Regions from separate parts of the Pan troglodytes genome. Here region 1 is linked to region 2. The links are chromatin contacts, called in public Hi-C maps. All regions are on one chromosome and are shown on one strand. The core of a region is the stretch at or near the end of the contact, and the rest is flanking DNA. Distances in the headings are between cores, read along the strand shown. Region 1 overlaps AFAP1 (actin filament associated protein 1). Region 2 overlaps AFAP1 (actin filament associated protein 1).

Evidence for each region. A called contact is a pair of places that touch in the nucleus more often than the background predicts.
Region 1: a contact with region 2 is called in a Hi-C map of stem cell-derived neural progenitor cells, with 2.9 times the contacts expected there. The contact joins two enhancer-like sites.

What each region holds. Positions count from the first base shown.
Region 1 is chr3:8,237,419-8,244,434 of NHGRI_mPanTro3-v2.0_pri, reverse strand. The region is part of intron 1 of AFAP1 (actin filament associated protein 1); the gene reads left to right. Among named protein-coding and RNA genes, the nearest start is that of AFAP1, 29 kb to the left of the region's middle. Within about 2 kb of position 3,449, at least 7 of the 24 cell types and tissues checked have an H3K27ac peak or open chromatin away from gene starts, as enhancers often do. A contact at or near this core is called in stem cell-derived neural progenitor cells, where this site is marked.
Region 2 is chr3:8,133,073-8,140,216 of NHGRI_mPanTro3-v2.0_pri, reverse strand. It overlaps AFAP1 (actin filament associated protein 1), which reads left to right. Exons shown (of 18, transcript XM_009447331.4): 9 at 234-383. Among named protein-coding and RNA genes, the nearest start is that of AFAP1, 130 kb to the left of the region's middle. Within about 2 kb of position 3,681, at least 11 of the 24 cell types and tissues checked have an H3K27ac peak or open chromatin away from gene starts, as enhancers often do. A contact at or near this core is called in stem cell-derived neural progenitor cells, where this site is marked.

The DNA.
Region 1 (7,016 bases), core at 2,200-4,699, 100 kb before region 2:
TAGTGCAGCCACTATGGAAAACAGTATGGAGGTTCCTGAGAAAACTGCAAATAAAACCACAGTGTGATCTAGCAGCCCCACTACTGTGTAGATACCCAAAGAAAAGGAAATCAGTGTCGGAGGGGCATCTGCACCTCTGTGTTTCCTGCAGCGCTGTTCACCATAGCCGAGATATGGAATCAGCCTCGGTGTCCAACAGCACATGATGGATAGAGAAAACGTGGTCTTTATACACAGTGGAGTACTATTCAGCCGTAACACAGGATGAAGTCCTGTTATTCTCAGCAATGTGGGTGGAACTGGAGGACATTATGTGAAATCAGCCAGGGACAGAAAGTTAAACACCACATGTTCTCTTATGTGGATAACAAGAATATATAGTTTCAGGCTGGGCACGGTGGCTCATGCCTGTAATCCCAGCACTGTGGGAGGCCGAGGTGGGTGGATCACCTGAGGTCAGGAGTTAGAGACCAGCCTGGCCAACATGGCGAAACCCCGTCTCTACTAAAAATACAAAAATTAGCTGGGCGTGGTGGTGGGTGCCTGTAACCCCAGCTACCAGGGAAGCTGAGGCAGGAGAATTGCTTGAACCTGGGAAGCAGAGGTTGTGGTGAGCTGAGATCGCGCCACTGCACTCTAGCCTGGGCGACAGAGTGAGACTTTGTCTCAAAAAAAAAAAAAAAAAAAAGAATATATAGTTCCAGATACTTGGAGGAAGGGTATTGAACGTTACCAACACAAAGAAATGATAAATGTTTGAGATGGTGGATATGCTAATTACTCTGATCACATACATTACCTGTATTATAACATCACTGTATGTACCCCATACATATGTACAGTATACAATTATGTGTCAATTAGAAAAAGCTGAACTTAGATTGGAATGGCTATGAAGCAGCTAGCTTTTTCATATTTTTGATATAGACCCTAGGCATTTATTTTAACTAAACTTGGCTTCAGGAAATGTGTAGTATTTGAATTTTAGCCTTGCATTTTATAATATAGAGAAGTAAAACTTTAGGCTTGCTTTAGATACAGTCACAGGGGTTTGCAGTGATGACTTTTTTATGTAATAAGTGGGAAATATACCTTAATTAATAGGCATACATGCTCATTTTCTTCCTCTTATACGTTTTTAGTTGTTGTCCAGGCATTGTGATACTTATGTAAACGGTATGCGATATCTTAGGTAGGAATCAGAATTTTAAGGTAAGGATACTTAGAGTTATATATTTTTCAAACTTTCAAGCTGGACATTTTACATGTCCATTATGTAATTGTAATTAAAGTTTCACAAAGACAATACCCATCTTTAATATGGGTGATGCGCTAGCATTTTTTTTTTTTTTTTTTGGAGACAGGGTCTCACTGTCTCCCAGGCTGGAGTGTAGTGGTGCAATCATGGCTCACTGCAGCCTCAGCCTCATAGGCTCAAGAGATCCTCCCACCTCAGCCTCCCAAGTAGCTGGGACCACAGGTGTGCAACACCATGCCTAGCTAATGTTTAAAATTTTTTGCAGAGACAGGGCCTCCCTATGTTGCTCAGGCTGGTCTGGAATTCCTGGGTTCAAGTGATTCTCCTGCTTCATCCTCCCAAAGTGCTGTGATTACAGGCATGCGCCACTGTGCCTGGCCCCACATAAGTGGGATGATGACTGGAGCCTAGGAGTTCCAGACCAGCCTGGATAACATGGCACAAGATCCTATCTCTACAAAAACTAAAAAAATTAACTGGGCACGGTGGCACCTGCCTGGGTTCCCAGCTACTCCAGGAGGCTGAGGCAGGAGGATAACTTGAGCCCAAGAGTCAAGGCTGCAGTGAGCTATGATCTTGTCATTGCATTCCAGCCTGGGTGACAGAGTGAGACCTTGTCTCTTAAAAAAAATTGCTGTCTACCTGATTATTCATAGAAAAAAACCTGAACTCTGATCTAAACCTCATACCTCATACAAAAATTAACTCAAAATGGGTCATGGACTAAAACGTAAAATGCAAAATAAAGATGAAAAGAGGAGCTACAGACTGGGAGAAACTAATTGCAAACCACATGTCTGATAAAGGACTCATATCTGTAATATATAAAGAACTATCAAAATTTAGCAGTAAAACCAAACCATCTACTTTGAAAATGAGTAAAAGACATGAAGAGACATTTCAGATAACATATAAGCAAGTGAAAAGATGTTCAACATCGTTAGCCATCAGAAAAATGCACGCTAAAGCCACATCACTATACACCTATCAGAATGGCTAAAATAAAAAGTAATAACAAAACCAAATGCTGGTGAGGATGCAGGGAAACGGAATCACTCACACTTGGCTGGCGGGAATGGAAGATGGCACAGCCATTCTGGAAAACAGTTTGACAGTTTCTTAAAAAACTAAATGTGCAATTGCCATAGGACGCAGCACTCACATTCATGGGCAGTTATCCCAGAGAAATGAAGACTTAGGTTCACACAAAAGCCATATGTATTTGTTCATAGCAGCATTATTTATAAAACGCCAGAAACTGGAAACAGCCCGGACACCACTCAGCAGGTGAATGGTTAAACAAACTGGTGCACCCAGGTCCCGGATACCACTCTGCAATAGTTAATGACATCCTTGTTCATCGGTCTTTCAAACTAGAAACCACCATCATGCCTAATACCCTTTTTTCCATCCTGGGTCTGTGTGGACTTCATTTTGCATTTCTTTCAAATGCATTTTCTCTCTGTCCTTTCTGGTTGCGCCTCATGCTGCATTTGAACTGTTGTAAGAGCCACCTAATAACTCTGCCTTATCATGGAATCCTTTCTATATTTCATTCCCCGTGTTGCCATTGGAACACTCTTTCCAAAACATGAACAAACTAACTAAAAAGAAATATCCCAGGTAGCCTTCCAAATAAGTGTAAGCTTTCTCTTAGAAGTTTTACTTCTTGTCTGTGGAGAACCCCAGGACTCTAGAGAGATGGATTTGCTGTCTGCATTTTAATATCAGGCAGAAATCCCTGGAGGGACCCGTGTGGAATAGTGGCACAAGTACTGGTTCTAGAATCAGAGGCCCTTATATCCTGGTTCTAATACTAGTTGGATATTCTTGGGAAAGTTTTGGTTTCATAAACTCAGAAACTCCATTTCTTAAAAAATGGAGATGAGAGGAAGCATACTCAAGGGATCACACAAGGCTGCTGGGAGGAGTGGATGAGGGGCATGGTGAAAATGCTGTGCAGTCCGTAAAGCATATCATTTGTGTGAGAAGTGGAGCTGTGTGAATAGCGGCTCTGGAATCATTGTATGAAAACGATAGAAAGCACATTCATAGTTCTGCCTGATGATACCACTGGGCGCCTATGTTGTACATGCCTGCAACATGGGCGAGGCCCGGGTCAGTACAGCTCACAGTTTGGTTTTCATGCACTTAGAAAGGCCCAAGAGGACCCTTCCCCCCTCCAGCTGTAGGAAGGAGGCGGCTGTCTCCTGCCTATATTTGGTGGGATTGTCTCTGGCTCCTTAGGGACAGGAATGCAGGGAGTTGGGGAAGAAAGCCGTCCTGGCTCGCTAGTCAGCCTTCCCCCAGGGAGGAGTGGAGGGGTCATTTCGTGGTAACTTGCCAAGTCTTTCTCAACCCATCTGCTTGTAGAAATGACCAGCGTGACAAGTAAAAGACCCGTTGGAGACAGATGGGCTGTGTGTCCCGTGCGTTTATGGCTTTGTGGCCTCAGAGCTGCCAGGACTCGATAGCTTTCTGGGGAATGCTGGGTCAGCCAAGGGGCTGAAAAAAGTGAGAGGAAGAAGATCCACCCCTCGGTGCTCTGGTCTGGGAGTGATTACTGAGGAGAGTGGCATGGAGGGCCCGGTCGTGGGGTGCCTCTCAAGCACGCCCTCACCGCAGTGGGAATACATGTCTCAACCTCCCTAGGCCTCCGTGATTTTCGTCTATCACATACTCACCTCCAGCAGAGATGTCTATGGTGACGAGATGAGACAGCATCATAGCACATGTGGCCACTTAGTAGGCTCGCAGTGAGTGGACGCTGGAGTCAGTGGAACAGGAGACTGGGTGCTGCCTATTAATGCACTCACGTACTCGTGGCACGGGTGAACAGGGGAGAGAGGGATGCTCTGCAGTTCTTCTTTTGGTCTGTTACTCCCGCTGTTGTGAGCAGAATCCGTGAGTGTAGTCTGTTGCCCCAGTTGACTTGGTAGGCTGATTGCTCAATTTTCTGCTTCCACTTTTGATTTCTTAAGAATGGGAAAAGGAATACTTCAGTTACTTTTCTGGTTGATGGCATAAATTCCTTGATATCACCTTAATGTTTTTTTATTTCTATGTATTTTGAATTCTGGAGGTTGCCTAACATCTGTGTTTTTATGCCTCACCCTCTCTGTAACTGTTGGCCACACCAAGACCAGAGAGAAGTGACCGGGCCGGTTGGTAGCAGGGCTAGGACTGGAATTCCCCAGTCTTTTGACTCCCAGCAGGCTCTGTTTTCTGTATTGCACTGCTTTTCCCTATTTCGACTCCTGTTAGGGCAGTGGATGTGAAATGTAGCTGGGCGCTTTTGGGGGTGTGCTAGGAGTGTGGCAGATGCCTCAGACTGGCATTTTTCCCTGATTCTGAATTCTCATGGCTCAGAGTCAGTCCCTAGGCCGCTGACCGGGAAGATACAGGAAGTTGTTTTGTATGGCAGCCTATACCAGGGTATTTTTTTCACCCGGCAATTTATTTGGTTTGGACTGGAATAAATCTCTGAGATTGGTTTCTTTGCCAATATTATTAGGGAGTGGAGCCTGATTTGTCTTAGCCCGATTCGTAGTGCTTAGGATCTCAATGAATGTGTGTTGAACTGAGCCAAAGTGTGAGAGCGTCTTGGACAGTGGTTTGCAACCCTAGCTGCATCTGGGGGGCTGTGAAAAAAGCATGCATGCTGACTCCAGACCAGTTGAAATAGAATCTGCAGGAATGGAGCCTGGGCAGCTATAGTTCTGTTAAAAACCCCCAGATGGTTCTGATATACAGTAAAAATTGAGATCCACTGATCCACGGTGAATTGGAGTCCTGAATCATAGACATGCCTTATGCTTTCACTAGCTTAGAATGGCTCTTGCGCTTTGGAACCATGAAAAAAATGTTATGCAAACAAATGTGGAAATTGCCTAAATGCCACATCCTGTTACTACCTGCCGTGAAGTATATTTGCCAGTTATTCACTCTGTTCTGATCTCTACCCATTCCACCTTTTCTTCATGAAACAGTAATTTGACAGTTGGTTATGCAGAACCAGAGTAAGTCTAGTTTGATTGGCAGGAAATGATTTTGGGTATGAAGTACTCTTTAGGCATTTATTGAACTCTTGTTTGTACCACTGCTGTGCTGGACAGTTTATAAATAATACTTCTTTAAGCAAGGGCTATGGAGTCAGGCTGCCTGGGTTTTGCTAACTAGCTGTGTAATTTGGGGCAAGTTTTTAAGCTTATATAAACCTGACTTTCATCTATGAAATGGGATGACAAGGGGTCATCATCTAACAGGATTGTGCAAATATGTGTGTAAAGTGCTTAGTTTGGTGCCTAACACATAGTAACTGCTCAGTAAAGTTATTATGACACCACCATCATCATATTTAAATGTAAATATTAAGAGCTAATGAATTTGTAAAAGGTAGTATACCCTTACCCCTCGAACCAAAGACTACTTTAGTTTTAAGTGATTGGGTTAATTTATCACTTAAATATTGGCCTCTTGAATACCTTGAATTTCAATTGAATGTAGCCAGAGGATTTTATAATTGGACCGTTGCCTCTAGAAGTTGGAGCTTTGTTTGTTTGGTTTCACTTCCTACACTAAGCACGTGGCTATGTGCACCTTTATGGTGACTTCTGGTACTGGGGCATCAAAGCTTCATTAGCTTCTTTGGAGGAGATGATCTTATGCTATACGAAGCACTCAGACTTCGTTAACTATGCACCATCCAGACAAGAACAGGTGCTTCCTATGGCAGCCTGTCCTTTTCTTAGCTCTCTCATCAATCTAGCCTGTTCCTTCTATTCCTCTTTAAACTAGAACTTCTCTTTGAACAAGGAATGTTGTTTTGCCACTGCTAGGTCCCCAGCAATTAGTGATGAATTAGGCATCTAGTATGTGCCTCCTAAATATTAATAGATGATAATCTAGCAGAACACAAGATAAATCCACAAGTTGAGATTTAAGCTGTGTGGTATCAAAGCTGCATTGGTAAACTTATTAAATCAATTAAATCAATTTTGTTAATACAAGTTTAAAATATCTTAGTAACTGACTTAATTCAGTAATCATTTACTGAGTGTCTTCTAGGCTAGACATTGGGGACAGAAAAGTGATAATATATGATCCCTGCCTCATGCACAGGAAGCCTAGTGTGATGCCAAGGGCTGCCATGGAATATGGCGAGTATTAAGATAAAGGGGCACCCTGTGTGCCCTTGGAGCATAGAGCAGGGCTTGTGTTCTGGGAACTTGGGCTCCATGTTAAAACACAATTTAAATTAATTTTTTTTTTTTGAGACAGAGTCTTGCTCTGTCGCCCAGGCTGGAAGTACAGTGGTGTGATCTCGGCTTACTGCAACGTGCTCCCCCCAGGTTCAAGCGATTCTCGTGCCTCAGCCTTCTGAGTAGCTGGGATAACAGGTGTGTGCCACCACACCCGGCTAATTTTTGCATTTTTAGTAAAGACGGGGTTTCACCGCATTGGCCGGGCTGGTCTTGAACGCCTGACATCAGGTGATCCTCCCGCCTCAGCCTTCCAGAGTTCTGGGATTATAGGCGTGTATGTATTCATGCTTTTAAATATCTGTGGGTAGCACTTAACTTTAAATGGGTGCTAATTAAACTCTTGAATGGCTTTAGTATGGATTAAATGGCTTTGCTCAGGCCTCATTTTTAATTTCCTTCATTAGAGGAAAAGAAACAATGCAGGTTGAATATCCCTTATCCAAACTGCTTGGAACCAGAAGTGTTTCAGATTTTTTTACATTTTTGGATTTTTG
Region 2 (7,144 bases), core at 2,432-4,931:
GTCCCAGCTACTCCGGAGGCCAAGGTGGGAGGATCAGTTGTGCCCAGGAGTTCATGGCTGCATTGAGCTGTGATCACAACACTGCACTCCAGCCAGGGGACAGAGTGAGACCCTGTCTTTAATAAAAGAAAAAAATGCCAAGGGAAAGAAGAAATGGGTTGTGATGTATGTTTATTTTTTCAATTAATATCTACAATTAAAACATGCTTTTTTGCTGTTGTTACTCTTGACAGTGAAGAGGAAGAAAAGTTCCAAATCAGAGGCCAAGGGCACTGTGTCGAAAGTCACTGGGAAAAAAATCACCAAGATCATCAGTCTGGGAAAGAAAAAGCCGTCCACAGACGAGCAGACCTCCTCAGCTGAGGAAGATGTTCCCACCTGCGGTAAGACTGCGCTTCCCGGAGACGAGCGGCGTGCACCTAAGTGGGTTTCATTTTCTCCTGCAATGGTGTCGGTACCCAGTTCATCCAAGGCTCATTAATTTGAGCTCTTTTGCATTGGACTTGGAATCATTCAGATAGTGGGAAATGTATTAAATGTTTACATTTTTGCCTCTTATTCATACAAGACTTTGCAGGCCTTTTAGATGATCTCTAAGCTTCTTTCAAGGAAAAAAAAAAATTTCCCTTTAATCCTCTGAAGTTCCCCCAAATCCCTTGGAAGTGTTTTTAAAGGACAACATATGCAGGGGCTGCTGGTAAAGAAAGGATTATGGGAAAACCTTTACAGAACTGAGGCCAGTTCTTTCCCTTGGGCAAAGTGATAAAACTAAGTGGGGTGGGGGGAGGGGGGACGGATAGCATTAGGAGATATACCTAATGCTAAACGACGAGTTAATGGGTGCAGCACACCAGCATGGCACATGTATACATATGTAACTAACCTGCACATTGTGCACATGTACCCTAAAACTTAAAGTATAAAAAAAAAAAAAAAAAAAACTAAGCTTCCTTATCACGTCACTGTTAGTCACTTTCCTGTTGCTGCCAAAGGAATGCCTGAGGCTGGGTAATTCATAAAGAGAGAGGTTTATCTGGCTTATGGTTCTGCAGGCTATACAAGTATGGTGCCAGCATCTGCGCAGCTTGTGATGAGGCCTCAGGAAGCTTTTACTCGTGGCAAGGGCAGAGGGGGAGCTGGTGTGTGTCACATGGCAGGAGAAAGAAGAGCAGGTGCCAGGGTCCTTTAAACCATCAGATCTTGCAGGAACCACTGGTGTGAGAACTCCCTCTTACTACAGGGAAGGCAGCAAGCCATTCATAAGAGATTCGCTCCCATGACCCAAGCACCTCCCACCAGGCCAGCCCCCCACACTGGGGATCACATTTCAACATGAGATTTGGAGGGGAGAAATATCCAAACTATACCAATGACATTTCTCAAACCGAAGTTTCAAATCCAGTCTAACAGACCATCTCCCCGGTCAGTCTTTCATCCAGTAAGTCATCTTTGAGCAGCTACCTTTTGGTGACCACAACAGCCCTGGCCCCCCATGGCTTCCAGTCTGGTAGCAAAAGATAAGTACAAGCCCAGTTACCACAGAAACATGTATGTAATAACTGTCTCTGGTTGGCGATAGGAGGGAAAACCCAAGAGGCCATGAGAGGATCATAGGAACCTCAGTGGGCCGGGGGGATCCAGCATTGTGGGGTGGTCTCCATGAAGACATGGGTGAGAGTTTCCATCCGGAATGCCTTCTAGGCAATCAAGTTCAGAAGAACCGTGCAGCTCTTCCTAGGAGGAAAACTTGATGAGCTACGTTTTTGAGAAATTAGGAATGTGCTGTCATTTTCCTTGTGTACTATTGCGGCTCACTCAGCTCCCTGCAGTGTGAGCCCATCATTCCTTCTATTTGAATAGTCATTCTAGTTGCCCGCACCCCTTATTGAGCACCCGTTATATCCAAGGTGTTGGGTTTTATTTTGAGATGCCAAAAGATACCTCATTTAGTTCCTGCCCCACAGCGCCTAAATGGGGCTATACACACAAAGATAAATGTATTCAACAGATCTCACGTCCCAGCGGTGTGGGCTCATGCCACAAGGATAATACAGAGGATGGGCCATGGTGGTCAGGAGGAGGGATGGATTGCAGGGGCAGATGCGAGGACTCAGCAGGCACTATGGCGTGCACTGTCTTGAAGGGAAGACAGGCAAAGTCTCAGCTCCTCGGCAGCTTTCACAGTGTGATCTGGGAAGTTGCGTCATACCGATTTCTGGTGGACACGATGAAGTTGTCTGGGCAGACAGCAGTGAAGGCGTCGTGTGGTTGAAGGAGTCTTGCAGAGGGGTCCTGTTGAAACAGCTGCCTGTGGGGTTGAGTTAGGAGGGAAGGCTATCACCATAAGGGTAACCGAGGAGCCTGGTGCGTTCCAAGCTCCCTGAACTTGGTCAAATGGCAGTTGAGTCACAGAAGCAGGCCAGTTGGTACTGATGTTTTTCCACTACCCTCCCTTCCCTCCCTAAATAAGGCTAGAGCTGAAAGGGCGGCCACCCTGCCGAAGTGCCGTCAGAGGAAACAGCTGTAGCACGGAATGGGGAGGGTGAATGTGTTGGTGCCCCAGTGCTGGGCCCGCTGACCTCTGCCTTTCTTGGAGCGCATGGAAGGTGGGACTGCCTCACATCAGCCCTTGAGAGTTAGCGATTAACAATAGAAAGCAGGAATTAGGGATGAAATACAGGAGTTAGGGATTAAAAATAGAAAGCGGGAATTAGGGACTAAATACAGGAGTTAGGGATTAAAAATAGCGGGAATTAGGGATTCAATACAGGAGTTATGGATTAAAAACAGAAAGCAGGAATTAGCCAACAAGAAGGAAACTACTCTTTTGTTTTTGTTTTTGTTTTTTAATGCTCTAGGTCAGTGGAGGAAATAGAAATCTTTCCTTGAAAAACAATTAAACATTAATATGAAAGGCAATTGAGAGACTTTGGCCCAAATCCGTCCATTTACAAAGGACAGCACTGAAACTCAGAGAGCTTGTATGGCTTGCTCGGAGCCACACAGCGAGCTGAGAACAGAGACAGCCTCTGACCCAACTGTGCTGGTTCCCTGTCCCACAGGCCTTCCCCTTATCCCTTCCCCCGAAAGATCTGAACACTCCCGTGGCTCCTGATAAATAGCTGCATTTGTGCTGGTGACTAGACACTGCGGTAAACCCTCTTCTTGGGCACTTTCTTGGAAGCACAGTTGGTCGCTCAGGGAGCAGGAATACTGAATCCACAGCATCTAATTAGACACATGGATTCCTATCAAACTGCTTAGTGGACAGCTTTTGCCTCAATATTAACAGAACATCCTCTGTCCACAGGATTTTAAAGCTGTCATCTAATTCTTTGCAGGGGAAAGGGGAGAGGGGAGGGGCTTTTAGAAAAATAAAGGGGCAACAGTGACCATTTTCAGTTATTTTAGTACAGCTGCAAAGTTTCAGGCAGAAAAAAGGAGCTGGACAAAGGCCCTTGAGACTGAGCCTGCCAAGTTGAGTCTCCGCAGCTGCTGCTCTCTGTTCCAGGGAGATGAAGGGCCGAGCTGGACTGGCCAGAAGTGCAGTGCTGCTGAGCCCACAGGACAGAGCTCCCAGGAGCCACTGAAAGCGGAGTTCAAATGCCAGCCCTTCCACACAGTGCAGCTGGGTCAGCCGTTCCCCTAAATGCAGGACAGAGCTGCTGTGAGGGCCTTGCTTGTGGGGGCAGGGGAGGGAAGGCTCTCTGCAGGTGCTTGCCGGCTGGAAAGGTTTAGCGGGGTTTGGGCCAAAGTCTCTCAATTGCCTTTCATATTAATGTGGCGAGGATTGCAGCCTGGCTGGCTGGGTCCGCCCGCCTAACCCTGCAATGCCTATTGAGTGACGTTGACTGACGCGTTTAGCATTGGGCAGGTCAGCTCAGCACACAGCCGCGTAGATAATATGATCTGAGACATGCGCAAAGGCCCCTGACCAAAATTTATCTCTTATTTGCCCTTCTCCTGGGCTTACAAGTCCTGGAATTATTGTCACTATGAATTAAGCCGTTGTTACCAGGAAATGCGTTTCCACCTTTTTCTCTTTTCCCCATCCCTGTTTCCGCCTGTGGCTGGGACTGTGGCACCTTTTGACTGGCTCACCTCGTTCTACTCTGCTTCCCCCTCCCCAGGCCACCAGATGGAAGTTTTGAAACGTTAGACTAACCGTATCACATTCTGCATTGAGAAAAACCAAAAGTGCCTCCTTTGTTGCCAGTTCAGGGCCTCTAACACTGCTGTCTCCACTTCATTTTTCCGCCTTCTACATGACTGGCGTAAGAACAGGGGCTCATTGGCTCACTGCCTGTGTCCACAGCACCGTGCAGAGCTTGGCAGACGATACCAGCTCAGTAAATACTTGTTGAATGCATGCATTCCTTTAGGCAAATTGCTTCACCTCTGGATGTCAGGTTCCTCCATCTAGGAAATGGCTCAATACTTCAATTCCTTTGTTTTCATAAAAACTGAGGATAAAATACATGAAACACTGAGCTCAGTGCCTAGCCTATCATTTATGCTCAGTACCTGGTCACTGTGATTATCCATGTATTCATCCGACATGTTTTTTAAAAACATCACCTAAGCATACCAGACCTATCTAAGGCACAGTAAATGCAACGTCAGACGAGTAAATCATGAGAAACAGAGAGGCTGAGAGAAAGGAAAGGCCCCAGGGGGCAAGTCGGAGGCTTCATGGAGCCTGGGTAGCCATTCCCAGGGTCCCTTCCAGCTGAAATGTTCTGTCACTTTATGAAGCTCTTTCAATGGCAGGATTTTTTAGTAGACATTCAGGAAAGCTAGATACGTCTCAGTTGGTATCATAATCCACCTCCACGAAAACTAGACGAAGCCAGGCACTGTAGCATGCAGCTGGAATCCCCACGACTTGGGAGGCCAAGGCGAGAGGACCGCTTGATGCCAGGAGTTTAAGACCAGCCTCAGCAACATAGCAAGGCCCCACCTCAAAAAAAGAGATCAGATGCAGTCTGATGAAAGGGCAGGAAGGCATTCTTAGTCCAAGAGCCAACAAGACAGGCTGTTAGTGTACCAGCTCCTCTGCCCCTGGCCTCGTCGAGGACACACTGCGAAGAGTGGGAAGGAGGCGTTTGGCTTCGGCAGGCCTGTGATCAGCTGCCAGCAGTTTCCTGACATTTGGTTTCTCTGAAAGCTGCTGCTTGTTGCCCCTCTTGCAGGCCCCTCTCCTCCTAGCTGATCAGAAACAAATACTTGCTAAGATATAATGAACAGTTACATTGGGATAAAACGTCTCTCAAAAGTGTTGAACGTTTTGGCCACGTGTAACCAAAGCACAGTAGCCTCTGGGGTGGGCAGGCACTATCATTTCCCTTCCTAAAGAGAATAAATACATGGAAACGTGGCCACTCTTCTAAAAGGCTCTGCCTGCCTGCTCTCCTGCAGCTGCCGGAATTCGAGAGCCACCTGGCACTGAGACCCGCGACGCCCCATATCCGGACCAGCTGACCGGGAGGGTTTATATCTGTTCCCCTCCATCTGTATTTTTTGCTTGTTTAATCTTCGGGCTGTAAAGTTAGTTTTATATTTCTAGTGAGATCTCCTCATGCACTCTTGCCACAGTGTTGTTGCAAGAAACTGCACTCTTTCTTTTGAATTTGGAGCAGAAATTAGCAGAAAACATTAAACTAAACTCAGAAATTTTTAAAATTCAGTAACACCCTACCATAATATGATAAGTGAGATTCAAAAATAAAATCAGTTCTATCTGGACCTGCCTTGTTAAGTGGTTAAATCTTGAGACGCCCTGGGTGAGCCTTGAAGCTCCTGCCTGCAGTTCTTGATCCAGGAGCCAAGTTGGCCCCGTCCTGGCTGCACTCTGGCACCACCTGGTGGTGGATGTTGCTCCAGCGTAACTGTTCCTGGACATGACTTGGGGTCCGGGTCAGCACTGATTTCATCAGCCAGGCTAGAGGTGTCAGATTGGGAGAATATTGGGGGGTCCAGAGGACCCCCTGACTCTAGACTCCTTAGATGAGGTTGTCTGCCATTTCCTTCGTGGCCTCTTCATGTTCCCAAGCCAGAAAGTAGGAACTTTGGGCCTCCCCATTTTGAGAAATGGTGGCAGGGGGCTGGATGGGGTAGGGGCAGTCGCTGAAAACAGACAGGTGACTGTGGATTTACCTGCTGTTGTGAACAGGTCTGTTATCCCAGGGGATATTTTGGGGGGGAAAATTGGAGGTATTATGATAATTGCATATAAAATCATGTTCTAAATAAAATGTGGATCTGTCCAATATAATCATCCCTTTTACGGCTGAAATGTCAAGAAATTCGTAGTATCTGGTGGCCTTGGGCCAGATTCTGTCAGGGAAGAAGACACCATGAGAGTCCATGTCCCTTTTTGGGACCAGGTCCCCTGTGGTTGGGGATCGGGGCCAGGTCTCCTGTGGCTGGGGATCAGGACCGGACCCCCTGTGGTTGGGAATTGCCGCCCCACTGCAGAGTCCACGCCCTCTTGGGGACTGGGTCCTCTGTGGTTGGGGATCGGGGCCGGGTCCCCTGTGGTTGGGGATCAGGGCCGGTCCCCCTGTGGCTAGGAATTGCCCTCTTGGGGACTGGGTCTCCTGTGGTTGGGGATCGGGACTGGGTCCTCTGTGGTTGGGAACTGCTGCCCTGCTGCACTGTGTGGTCTCTGTCATTGAGGTCACTGGCATTTCAATTCTCGGTTTCTTCTGCTCCTTATCCCAGCCCCGTGAAGGGGTGCCTGGGCCCTGACCACTCCAGAGCACGGGCTGTTTTCCTTGCCCTGTAGCCTACTGCTCCTTTTCAGAAACCATTTTTGGGCATGTTATCTTAATGCACCTCAGTATGTGAAGTTATCTGAGGGGAGTCCTTGCCTTCCTTTTCCTTTCAGATACACCATTACATTTGTCAACTCATGCTCAAAACATACTTAGGATTGATATAGTTGGCTGTCATTGCATGAAAGTCTAAAAATGTAAAAGTGTCGGCTTTCAGCATGAGTGGTTACTCTAGATGGTGTCAGAGCCATGGCGAGCACGTAGTTCCCAGCGCTGTTACTCGGATGCTCAGATATGATAGTTGACTCTCTTTTTAAGTAGAGGTTTCTTTTTTCTTTTTAAAGACTAAATGTATTGGCCTGTAATCC